Linked DNA regions of Mus musculus: all the other regions are linked to region 4. The links are chromatin contacts, called in public promoter capture Hi-C maps. All regions are on one chromosome and are shown on one strand. Each heading gives the region's core, a stretch centred on a gene start, on an enhancer-like site or on the middle of the called end of the contact. The rest is flanking DNA. Distances are from core to core; before and after follow the strand shown. Region 1 holds the start of Golga1 (golgi autoantigen, golgin subfamily a, 1). Region 2 holds the start of Rpl35 (ribosomal protein L35). Region 3 holds the start of Psmb7 (proteasome (prosome, macropain) subunit, beta type 7). Region 4 holds the start of Mrrf (mitochondrial ribosome recycling factor).

Region 1 (2,700 bases), core at 165-2,664, 2.9 Mb after region 4:
AACATGAGATTCAAAATTTCTTTCCTTCAATGGTATATAAAACATTACTGGGCCAGGTATGGTGGTGCAGAGGCAAAAGGATCTCTGTGAGTTCAAGGCAAGTCTAGTCTACACAGCCCCAGGTCAGCCAGGGAAGGCTGCATAGTGAGATCTTGTCTCAAAAACAAAACAGGCCGGGTGGTGGTGGCTCACGACTTTAATCCCAGCCCTTGGGAGGCAGAGGCAGGCGGATTTCTGAGTTCGAGGCCAGCCTGGTTTACAGAGAGAGTTCGAAGACAGCAGCCAGGGCTACACAGAGAAACCCTGTCTCGAAAAACCAAAACAACAACAACAACAACAACAACAACAACAAAAAACCAAACAAAAACCAAAACAAAACAAAATAAAGCAAACTCCTACTGTTCTGTTTCAACCTTATCTTTTCACGTCTGTGCAGGATACACTCTGTTGTAAGATGACAGATGACGCCTTACCACTTCAGGTTAGCCATTAAGCCTATGAAATCCTTCAAAACTTTACCCCCAATATCTGTAAACCACTGTACTCACCTGTCTTATCTACTATATTTAAAAGAGTATGGAGGTCAAAGTCACTGCCCTGTGTAAAAACAAAGATAAAATAGGTTGGATATTTCAAGTGCCGGATGAAAACGTTCAGCGGGAGAGGGACAAAAGAAGGGGGGGGGGGCAGGGCTGAATAAGTGGGCAAATACACCTGGCCACTATTGTACTACTGTCAGTGAGACGCTCCTCAGTCCCAGTGGGCAGCCTAAGAATTTCCACCTTTAAGCAGAAAGAATTTCTTCTAGCACTGGTGCCAACACTCATGTCTCCCTAGGAGTTCTGAGCAAAACATCTCGAATTAGTTGCCGGCTTCCCAGTGACAATATTTAGTTTTCAGCCGATTCTCACAGCTGGTCAGGCTTGTGGTCTGGTCCCTGAGCCCTTACTCGCACTAAGTTGCTAGAACGACAGCAAAGTTCTGACAGATGGTTACGGTTCAGAGGTGCAGGTCACCGCGTTTTGGATCCCACTCCCTCTGGCTCGCTCTGGAGGCGCAGCCCTACTAGGGCTGTCAACCAAGGGAGGGGCTCAACCTCTGTTTGACAGTAGGGAGACTGCGCCCCTGAAAAGAGTGGCGGCTTGGCTTAGGTCGCGCAGGGCAGCTCCAGACCCCCAGGCCAAGGGGGCAGCCTTCGCCCCGAGTCCCCTGGCACCGTCCCCAGCCCTGGGTTGGGGTCCATTGTGTCCCCACCTCGCGGTAGAGCGCCGGAGGCCATGGGAGAGAGGGAGGCCTACTTGCGTCCAGGGACTCCAGTAGTGCACTTGCTGTGTGGGAGCAGCCACGCCTCCGCGGACTCTCGAGGGCGCTTGGCCCCCACCTCAGGCCGACGAGCCGAGCACCGACCCGGAACCGCACGTTTGCCGCGCGCCGGAAGTGGCAGCGCGTCGGCTTGGTTCTCAGCGCGCGCATGCGCCCGTGTGCGATTCAGCGGCGCGCAAGCGGGGGTGCTTGTGCCGTTGGGCTGAAACGGCTACCGGGCGCGGGCACCTCTACCTGTGTTGGCCGGCCACTGACACGTCAGCGAGAGGCACCGCAATCTGGCCGCCCTGGATCGGCACCTTCCCTTCTGAAGAGGGAGGAGCCCCGTGGCGTGCGGTACCCCAGGGCCAGCTTTGGGGCTACAGGAAAGTCTATGCTCAAAAAAACGACACCGGGCACCTCTCAATCCGAGTTGCTGTCGATCATGTTTCATACAACTGAAAGAAGTTTCTAGAACCTTTTATCCTAGTTCTGCCCAAGTAAGATTTTCGTATTTCTCAAGTTTCAAGCTACGCATTGTACATTATAGCAACTTCAGTCCTGCCCTAGAAGCAACCCCAGCCTGTTTTGTTGATTCCATCTATTCCAGTTTCCTCTTGTCCCAGTTGTAGCAACCAGTTAGGGAGAAAACAAATACTTTATAAACAGTAATCTCAATCTACAAAATAGTTATACGCGTTAATCTGTAACTCAAGACAGCTAAAGCGCCTAAGATTTACCCCAAACAAGGAAACAACTGTCAATACTAAAGAAATACACAAAACTTTAAGCAAATAATGTTTATTTTTATATTGATGATACACTTAATATATACGTGATTCAAGATACAAAATTCATTTACAAGAGTTCACACTAGATGAATGTATACACATTCCTAGAGAATATTTATCAATGCAAAATTCTTTATTACACTGACCACAAAAAACAAAAAAAACCCCACAGATATTCTGTAATCTTGTTATTTAACAAACATCAAAACAACGTTTTATTTTCCATCCTAGTATTTATGTGCCCTCAAAGTGACAGGCACTGTGTAACAGTTAAGAATATTGGAACGCCTATGGAATCTGCTCTGTAGAATCACAGTGTTTACTCTGAAATTCATGTAGTGAAGAAGTGAAAGGCTCTAATTGTTTATGACAAATCACATACACAAGAGTTAAGTGATCAACTCAAGAAAATAAATGTTCAAGAACTTGACAATTCCTAAGGTCTATAAAATGTTTACTGTAACAGACAAAACCAGAAAATGACTGTTGGAAAAGAACAAAAGCAAATTAAAATCCTTAAGAGAATGTATGGTTTAAGCAATTTAGAAACACCACAGACAAGACTTTTACAAATGTTCAAGTCAAATGATACAATAGAATTTTCCCC
Region 2 (2,700 bases), core at 54-2,553, 2.9 Mb after region 4:
ATCTAACCCAACAACTACCACACAGCTGAGTTCAAAGCTAGTGTCCAGTCCACCCTCACATCCGACTTTTTTTTTGGGTTTGGTTTTCTGAGTGCTGAGATTAAAGGCTTGCGCCACCCTGACCAGCCACATCTGACCCTTTGACACCAAGAACTCCTGTCAGTTCGGGAAGCTGGTAACTGGGCAAACTCAGCCACATAATGGGAGCTTACTGAGGCCCAGTCCTCCAGTCCCTTGTACCCTATACCCTTTCCACAACAGTTCCTGGCCAGTGCTCACCTTGTAGAATTTCCTGAGGTTTTCTTTTTGAGTCTGGTTAATAACAGTGAGGACTCGGGCGATAGACTTGCGAACGACTCGTCTATAAAAATAGATGGCAGTGAAGATCAGGTAGGCACATTAACCCCTCCAACACAAGGCCCTCATTTCTGCCACCCAGGAGGGAAATCTAGAGATAAGGACAGGTTTGTCAACAGATAGACGTGGACACTTAATGCAGATTTGGCCCAAGAACTTATCCCAAAGGCCAGAGACTGAGACCATGCCTTCAAGTTACCTAGTTCAGTGTAAGGAATCACAAATTGGAGAAAAGAGAACAGGTGTGAAGAGAGGACATTGAAGCCAGGCAGAGGCCACGAACAGCTGATTTTAGTCATGGTGATAAGAGATCAACTCGTGACTGGAACACATGGGCTCAGCGTCTCTTTTCAAGTTTCCCTCCCTTGTCGTCACCACTTGCTTCCAGCCGTACTACAACCCATGTGAGGCGGCACCACCATGGCCCTTCAAGGAATGCCCTATTCTCTCACCACAGTAGTTGGCCAAGGACAGTCGAGGGGAAATGGCTCAAGGGGCCAAGGCAGGGAAGGGGAAGCACCCAGCTGGGACCTCAAGGCCCACTTACATCTTGGAGAGCTTGGACGCGGCGCCGCCTGTCACTTTGGCGACCCGAAGCTGGGACAATTCCACCTTCAGATCGTCCAGTTGTTTCAACAGCTCCTCCTTCTTCTTGCCGCGCAGGTCCCGAGCCTTAATCTTGGCCTGCAATGAGGAGCGACTCTATGGGTCACGGAGCTCCCGCTTCGTCCCCGGCCGACCCAGGAGGGACGGTGCGCCAGAGGCCGCGGCGTAAGCGAGGGCGGGCAGCCTGAGCCGGCCCCCGCTGCTCTCTGAGTTCCCCCCGTCCGCCCCGCGCCCCGCGCCACTGTCCCCACGTGTCCCCGGCGACCGATGGCACCCGATTCCCGCAGCCTCACCATTTCGGCGTTGTTCACGGCTGAAGCAGCCTGGTTCGAGAGAAAGAGGAAAGGGCGGGGCCGACTTCCTCAACTACTGCCGGGTGGCGCCGGGCACGGCCAATAGCGTCGCGGTTTGGGAGGCCCGCTCCGCCCCTGCGCAGCCGCGGCCGTGGTGCCCTCCGCTTCCCGGAAGTCCTGCCTTCCTAAGGTTGGCTGGTCTCTAAGCGACCCAGCTGGGGAAACTGAGTCTCGCGATGAGCAACACCGGGCTGGCTGGAGGCAGCGCAGAGAAGGCTGCAGTTCTTCTGTTCCCTCGGTTTTATTCGGAAGCTTGAAGTTCTCTGGTCTGTGCGGGGCTGAGCTAGCCGCGGGTGGTGTCAGGGTGCGGAGGGCATGAGGTGTGAGGGTTTTCTTTAAAAGTTTGAGACAAGGTCTTATTCTAAATCGCTTCCTAATGCTGACAGTACAAGTGCCACAATGCCTCGCAAGTGTATGTGAGAGAGCCAGCGAGCATGGAGGTTGGAGAACAACCTGTGGGAGTTCTCTTCTTCCACTGTTCGGCGCTCGAACGTCGAACGCAAGTGGTCAGGTTCGACCTAACCATCTCGCTATCCTTTTTTTCTTCTTTTCTTTTTTAAATACAAGGCCTCCATATCTATCTATCTATCTATCTATCTATCTATCTATCTATCTATCTATCTATCTATCTATCTATCTATCTACCTACCTACCTACCTATCTCCTGGACTTGTTTTGTACCCAAGTTTGGTATCCAAAGTGCGCCACCACCTGGCAAGGGTAACAATAAAGTCATCCAGCAAGAATTTGCGGAGATGGTATGTAGTAGTACAAATCTCATCCCCAGACTTTTGTGGGATTTCTGATTATTGCTTTAGGTCTGGGCACGGTGTCACAGCGCCCAGGCAGTGGAAAAGGAGGATCCGGAGTTCAAGCCTTCTTTATTACACCAAGATATATTAATGAAACCGTCTCCAGAGAGATTCCAAATCGTGCTGGTAGCTTAGTTCCGTGGTAGTGTTTCCCTGGCATGCACAAAGCTGTGTGCATTCCCGGCACTGATACAAGAATAAATAAAAGCTCCGAAACAGAGTCTTGCTTTATTGCTAGTACCAGTTTATATCTTGGCAAGTCCCTTCGCGTCTCCGGTTAGTGTATCTTTGAGGATTAGAGGAACTAAACTGAAAACCTGCAAAGCTCCCAGCCAAGACCTGATATGTAAAGATTGGGGAAATTATAACATGGTTAAAGTGCACATGACCCTTTGCCTACAGTCCCAGACAGACCGCTAGCATCTAGATCAGAACAAAGCAGACGATGTTGGGTTTGTGTGATGAGTTGACCAAACTGACCAATTGGAGCCCTTTCTTTGCCAAGCTCCATTCAGCAGCTGCCCATTTTTCCAGCAGTTTCTCAATTGTTCATGACTTGATGCTGATAGAAG
Region 3 (2,700 bases), core at 37-2,536, 2.5 Mb after region 4:
CAAGCCTGGAAAACTGAATTCCATTGTAAGAAGCCACATGAAGCTCAGAATGGACTCCACCAAGTTGTTCTCTGACCTCTACACTTGTCCCATAGCATATGTACAAGCACATACACAGAGAAAATTTAGGAAACAGTCACCTCTATTAGTTTTTGAAATGTGACTCTCTTCACCCCACTAACAACATTAATCGCTAGCCTTTATTATCTTTACAGTTTATTTCAGGATTTATCTCCATTTGATGGATAGAGATTTAACTCTGTAAAAAAAAAAAAAAAAGGCTGAGGGCAGAGTGGCTCTCCCAACGTTGTGGAGGCAGAAGCAGGTAAATTTCTAGTTTAAAGCAGCCTGATCTACAACAATCGGGGCTATATAATGAGACCCTGTCTCAAAGGGGGGGGGGGGGGGGGGGACTAAACTGCCCAAGTAGTTCACTAGAAACAGTATGGAAGCATTAAACATCTAAACAAACCAATTAATCCCAAATTCTGTGCTTTCCCATTGTAGCATCCTGCTTCCTAGAGTACCTTAGGAAAAGCCAAATTGCCCTCATGTGTAAAACTTCAAAATGAGTAAATACAAACTATTTAACATGTAAAACCTCTTGATCAAGGCATTCCCTAATAAAAGCCGATTCTCATGATGCACTCTGACAGTTCTAGCTGGAAGCTTGAGTCCAAGTGGTCTAACTACGGTTAATAGGTCAGTTACCGCTACGGTCGGCCTGTCTAGGCTTACCTTATACACCACCCCCGCGATGGTAGTGCCAGTTTTCCGAGCTTTCGGGAGCTTGAACCCCTTTTTTGCGAAATCCGCTTCCAAGACAGCATTCCTAAGGGAAGGCACAGAAATCAAGTGTTAGAGGACAAGACCACTGGCGAGAAGAGTGGGTGCTTAGGAAGGAACTCAATTTTCTTCCACCCCAGTGTGATCACTGGATTCTCCCATTATTAGCACCATCGGCGAGGAATTACAGATCGGGGCGGTGACCCAATCCCTCCAAAGCCACAGGAAAGTCCAAATCCTTACACACTGGCAAGGGGAGAGGGCCGCGCCGGCCTCAGAAGCAGCCCGCGCTGGGGCCCGATTCCCTGAGTCACACGGCCGCGGGCACCATCCCCACGCTCGCCTCACGCCCCCGACCCCGGCCGCAGCCCAGTTCCGATCCGGCGTACAGAGTTCCCACTCGGGTCCCGATCGCGCCCCCGGGCATGAACACACCTGCGACAATTATCAAAAGAAAAGCCTCCGACCGGTGGCTGAAACACCGACACAGCCGCCATCTTGCCAAGAAAGTGTTTCCGGGCCGAGGGCGGAGCGACAAAAAAAGAACTTAGCACTTCCGGCGCCGCGAGAGACCGGGACGAGAGGGCGGGGCAAACTTCGAACTGGCGCTCTTGGACATAGAGTTCTTGAGTTCTCACTTCCTAGAGAGGCTTGGGTCTTTGAAGTAGTTTTGCCTCAAGTCCTGGGAAGGGGAAACTGACGATCAGCCGAAGGGATGGAATTTGTTAAATCAGATAATAAAATTCCCCCAATAACCAAATCTCCTGACGCTCAGACCAGATCTGTTTCTGCGGTTAAACTAGAATCCGGCGTGTATCAGGGACATCCACACACCCCAGGTCCAGGCAAAGCCGCTGAGCAAATCCCTTTCAACTCCCTTATTTCCTACTGTTAGTGTGTAACGGAGCTTTCACCTTCCTCAGAAAGGCAAACAGACACATGGAAAGACGTTTCGTGCCCTGAGTCACGAGGACAAGGCAACCCCAAGCCCCCAGTGAGACACTGCTTTGGACCCACTACAATGACTGGAGTTGGACAGAGAAAAACTCTCTGTGACAGGTGGGAATATAAAACGGTCATCTGCTCCGGAAAACGAACTGGATCTTAAACCAAAATTATCACTGTCATACCTACCCAGAAGAACTGGAAAGCTAAGTTCACAGATGCTTCTAGGCAAATGAGCATAGCAACCAGGTACCTAACAGGCAAATCGGGAAACAACACAAATGCCCATTGACGGATGAATGAGTAAACAAAATGTGGAATATCAGCACAGTGAAACAGTATTAGGCCGTAAAAGGGAAGGGAATGTGATACCTACTAAATCAGGGGTGACCCTGGAAAACAATTTGCTAAATATAAAGAGACTAGGCATGGAGAAGAAGAACCACATTGTATAATTACATTCACATGTGATATACTATACATTCATGTGGTAATCATGTTCACATGCCTGTGGGTACATGTGGGTGTATGGTTAATGTTGGGAGTCCTCCACCACTCTCCACTTTACTCTTTCAGTCATCTTCCCTCTGGGCCATCTCCCCAGCCTTAGAGAGTTCCATTTGTATGAAGTATCTCAAAATAGGCAAATCTGCAGAAGCATAAAGTGAATCAGTAGTTGTTAAGGCTGAAGGAGAGGCACTGGATTGTTTATGGGCACAGAATTCATAATGTTACCCAGCACTATGAGTGCAGTGTTATGTAATTTTAAGAAAATCTTCTACTGATGGAAATGTGAGGCTTGCTGCGGAAGTCAGGAAAATATTTTTAAACTTATTTAGGCAATAAGTGACACCCTCCATGACTGTGAAATGAATTCATTTACAAATATTTATTAAGCACCTACTATGTCCTATTATGATTGTAGCTGAAGACAGACGGATGGATAGATAAATGAATGAATGAATGAAT
Region 4 (2,700 bases), core at 81-2,580:
CACCTGAAGCTCCTTTCTCTGTGGGAACTCCAGCTGTGTCAAGTTGACACAAAATAGCCAGGACAGGCTCATACACACAGAGTTAATAAACCTAAAAGATCTGTAAAGATAAATCCTGCTTTCCTAATTAGTTAAGGTTGCTGAGAAGAAAAAAAAGAGTTTATAGATGAAAAATGAAATTTTAATAAATATACAATATGATAAAGGAAAGGTAAAGGGACAGAGACGATAGCTGCCTATACCAGACTTCAGACCTCCCTCCTAGGAAAAAAAAACAAAAAAAACAAAAACCCAAACCCCCAAACCAAAACATGTATCTTCTGTATCTAGAAGTGCCTCAAGCTCTGCCTTGTACGAAATACTCTCCATTCTCGGATATTTTTGAAAAAGAGAACTAAATTTAAAAACGGCAAAATATTGAAGTAATTGACAGATACTGAGACAGGCACTATCATTTAACGACTCTTCAGTTTAGTTCCCTTATGAGGAGAGTACCTCATTAAAGTCTGTAGCTCTGCCAAATTCTACCCCTAATGCCTTCAGAACCATGCTGAGAACTCACCCAACACTGAGAAAGCTGTGTGACTGGGGGTTGCACTACTTCAGACTGAGAATGCTGGATTTGAATGCTAGAACTTCTGATGTTCTCACGTCTAAAAACAACTGTAACACCAAAAAGATACTTAAACATGCCAAAGAGGCCATGTATAAATAGGAAGAGTACAGGACATGGGGCTAGAGAGACTCGACTCAAAATCAACTTTTCCAACTACTGTGCCTTTAGTAACAGTCCCTCCCTTAGGTATCTTCCTCAGGATCTCTGCTCCTGTGTGTGAACACAATGAGTAGTTTACTTTTTGCCTATGTTTCTAAAATAATAAAAGCTCCTATGGCATAGGGCCTTGATCATGGTTCTCTATGCCCAGCATATTGTACACTGCCTGGCTCAGAGTTGGCACTATTTTCAATTCTCTTCTTTCCTGAGATGGAGACAAATTCCTGCATCACGTGGTCATTTTAAATAAGAATATACATGTGACAGCTCAGCTCATGAAATTTTGAGAAACAAACAGTAAAGTCTAATAAGTTAGTATGTGACTATCAAGTCTTTTGGGGGTTGCAAAGGCGACAACTCCTTTGAGTAACATGTTCACAAATGCCAATCTACTCCTCCCGGCTGAGCGGTATCTACTCTAAAAGTCAGGAGGGGACTGGGGTCGCTTATTCTTACACGTTAACCACGGGGTCAGGCCAACAACCACGGCACCCCGATTCCTGGCAGCGAAGTCACTAATGGGATTGTTATTTCCGGCCAGAGACAGGACAATCCGGGGCGGGGCCTAGAAGCCTGCGGGTGAGGATGGTTTTCGCCAAGGCCCCGCGGCCAGGATGGCACTGAGCTTCGGGTACTCACCTGCTAGCCTCAGAGCTGTGCCCTCAGCTCATGCCCCGAAAGCAGCTTCCGACGCTGGGGTCCGAGCGAAGGACCTGAGGTTACCTCTGCCGAAACACCGCTCGCCGCCTGGCCGCCCGTGACGCACTACGCCTGCGCCGCCGCGCTGGCCCGTGACGTCATGACGCCCGCACCTCCGCTGTCCCGCGTGTGTTTCTCTATAGTCCCGGCCGTAGCTGGTGAGTGGCCTTGAGTGTGTGTGGGGGTCGGCTCTCAAGGAGTGGGCGGGATTCGAGCTCTGGTGACACTTTTCTAGGCTCTCGGAGGGACCTCGTAGGGCTAGGATACTATCCGTGACTGGTTCAGCAGAGTTCGGCTGGACCTTAAGGCCGGGGGCGGGACTTCTATGCTCACAAGGGTGGGGCGGGGCCATTGTCACTCAGCCGACATTTAGAGCCTTGCCTGGGAACTTGGTAAATAGTTCCTGATGCTTAAGACGTCACCTGACAGGAATAATGCCTTTTCCAAACAACCCTACACGCGGAGGTGTAATTATTCCCGGTGGTGATGAAGAAACAAAAACTCAAGCGCTGTCTTTACCAAGGTCGCGCGTCTCCCAAGTGATGAAGTTTGAATTCCACCCAGGCCTGAGTCGAATGCCTGGGGCTTTTAAAATCATCATTCTGCTGACCAGTGGGCAAACAGTTGTCATTTCGATGGTGCTTCATCATTCCCGTGACTCTGGCACATTTTACAGATTAAGATCACATACTTAGGAAGCACTAGAAGCAGGACAGTTGCCTAGGCCATCTCAAAGTTTGGTGCTTTTTTTTTTTTTTTTCCTTCTCATTCCTGTGTTTTTATTAACTCACACACAACTACTTGTCTTCTGGATTGTTGAAGCAGTAAGGCAGGCAACACTCACCACAGTAATGTCTGTCAAGGTAACTAGCCATGAACACTCTAGCCCCATGTTGATCAGGAGGACATTTTCATCCACTTTATAGTATTTCAGCACAGCCAACTTAACCTTCTTATTCTTATTCTTCTTGGCAGTGCTATAACCCTTTATCCTTTTCTCAGGACCACCATGAAGTCTCAGCACACCTTTTGAATGTTACAGTCAAAGTATGGCCATCTTTCAGCTGCTTGCCAGCAAAGATCAGCCTCTGCTGAGAGAAGGAATTCCTTCCTTATCCTGGATCTTGGCCTTAACATTTTCTATAGTGTCCGAGGATTCAACCTTTACTGAGACCTTCCATAAGGGTCTTCGTCTCTTCCTCTTGTAAGGTCTGCATGCTCGGGGT

What was found. Capture Hi-C pulls out chosen DNA fragments and counts their contacts.
Region 1: a promoter capture Hi-C map of adipose tissue shows a contact between it and region 4, with 4 times the contacts expected there. The contact joins the promoter of Golga1 here to the promoter of Mrrf in region 4. A contact is called at or near these places in 2 of 39 promoter capture datasets (the 3T3-L1 cell line and embryonic stem cells), 1 of 484 Hi-C or Micro-C datasets (CD8 T cells), 1 of 115 datasets of contacts at active chromatin or transcription factors (astrocytes) and 2 of 9 other capture datasets (adipose tissue and liver).
Region 2: a promoter capture Hi-C map of adipose tissue shows a contact between it and region 4, with 2.3 times the contacts expected there. The contact joins the promoter of Rpl35 here to the promoter of Mrrf in region 4. A contact is called at or near these places in 6 of 39 promoter capture datasets (the 3T3-L1 cell line, cranial neural crest, liver and 2 more) and 1 of 9 other capture datasets (adipose tissue).
Region 3: a contact with region 4 is called in a promoter capture Hi-C map of adipose tissue, with 4 times the contacts expected there. The contact joins the promoter of Psmb7 here to the promoter of Mrrf in region 4. A contact is called at or near these places in 1 of 39 promoter capture datasets (pre-B cells), 2 of 484 Hi-C or Micro-C datasets (CD4 T cells and regulatory T cells) and 2 of 9 other capture datasets (adipose tissue and liver).

Annotation. Positions count from the first base shown.
Region 1 is chr2:39,064,127-39,066,826 of GRCm38.p6, forward strand. Golga1 (golgi autoantigen, golgin subfamily a, 1) reads right to left here and starts at 1,415. Exons shown (of 23, transcript NM_029793.2): 1 at 1,255-1,415; 2 at 549-597. It overlaps Scai (suppressor of cancer cell invasion), which reads right to left. Exons shown (of 18, transcript NM_178778.3): 18 at 2,088-2,700.
Region 2 is chr2:39,003,828-39,006,527 of GRCm38.p6, forward strand. Rpl35 (ribosomal protein L35) reads right to left here and starts at 1,304. Exons shown (of 4, transcript NM_025592.3): 1 at 1,257-1,304; 2 at 905-1,041; 3 at 280-361. The coding sequence starts at 1,259.
Region 3 is chr2:38,642,620-38,645,319 of GRCm38.p6, forward strand. Psmb7 (proteasome (prosome, macropain) subunit, beta type 7) reads right to left here and starts at 1,287. Exons shown (of 8, transcript NM_011187.1): 1 at 1,222-1,287; 2 at 739-832. The coding sequence starts at 1,283.
Region 4 is chr2:36,135,068-36,137,767 of GRCm38.p6, forward strand. It overlaps Mrrf (mitochondrial ribosome recycling factor), which reads left to right and starts at 1,331. Exons shown (of 7, transcript NM_026422.2): 1 at 1,331-1,632. It overlaps Rbm18 (RNA binding motif protein 18), which reads right to left and starts at 1,637. Exons shown (of 6, transcript NM_026434.4): 1 at 1,415-1,637.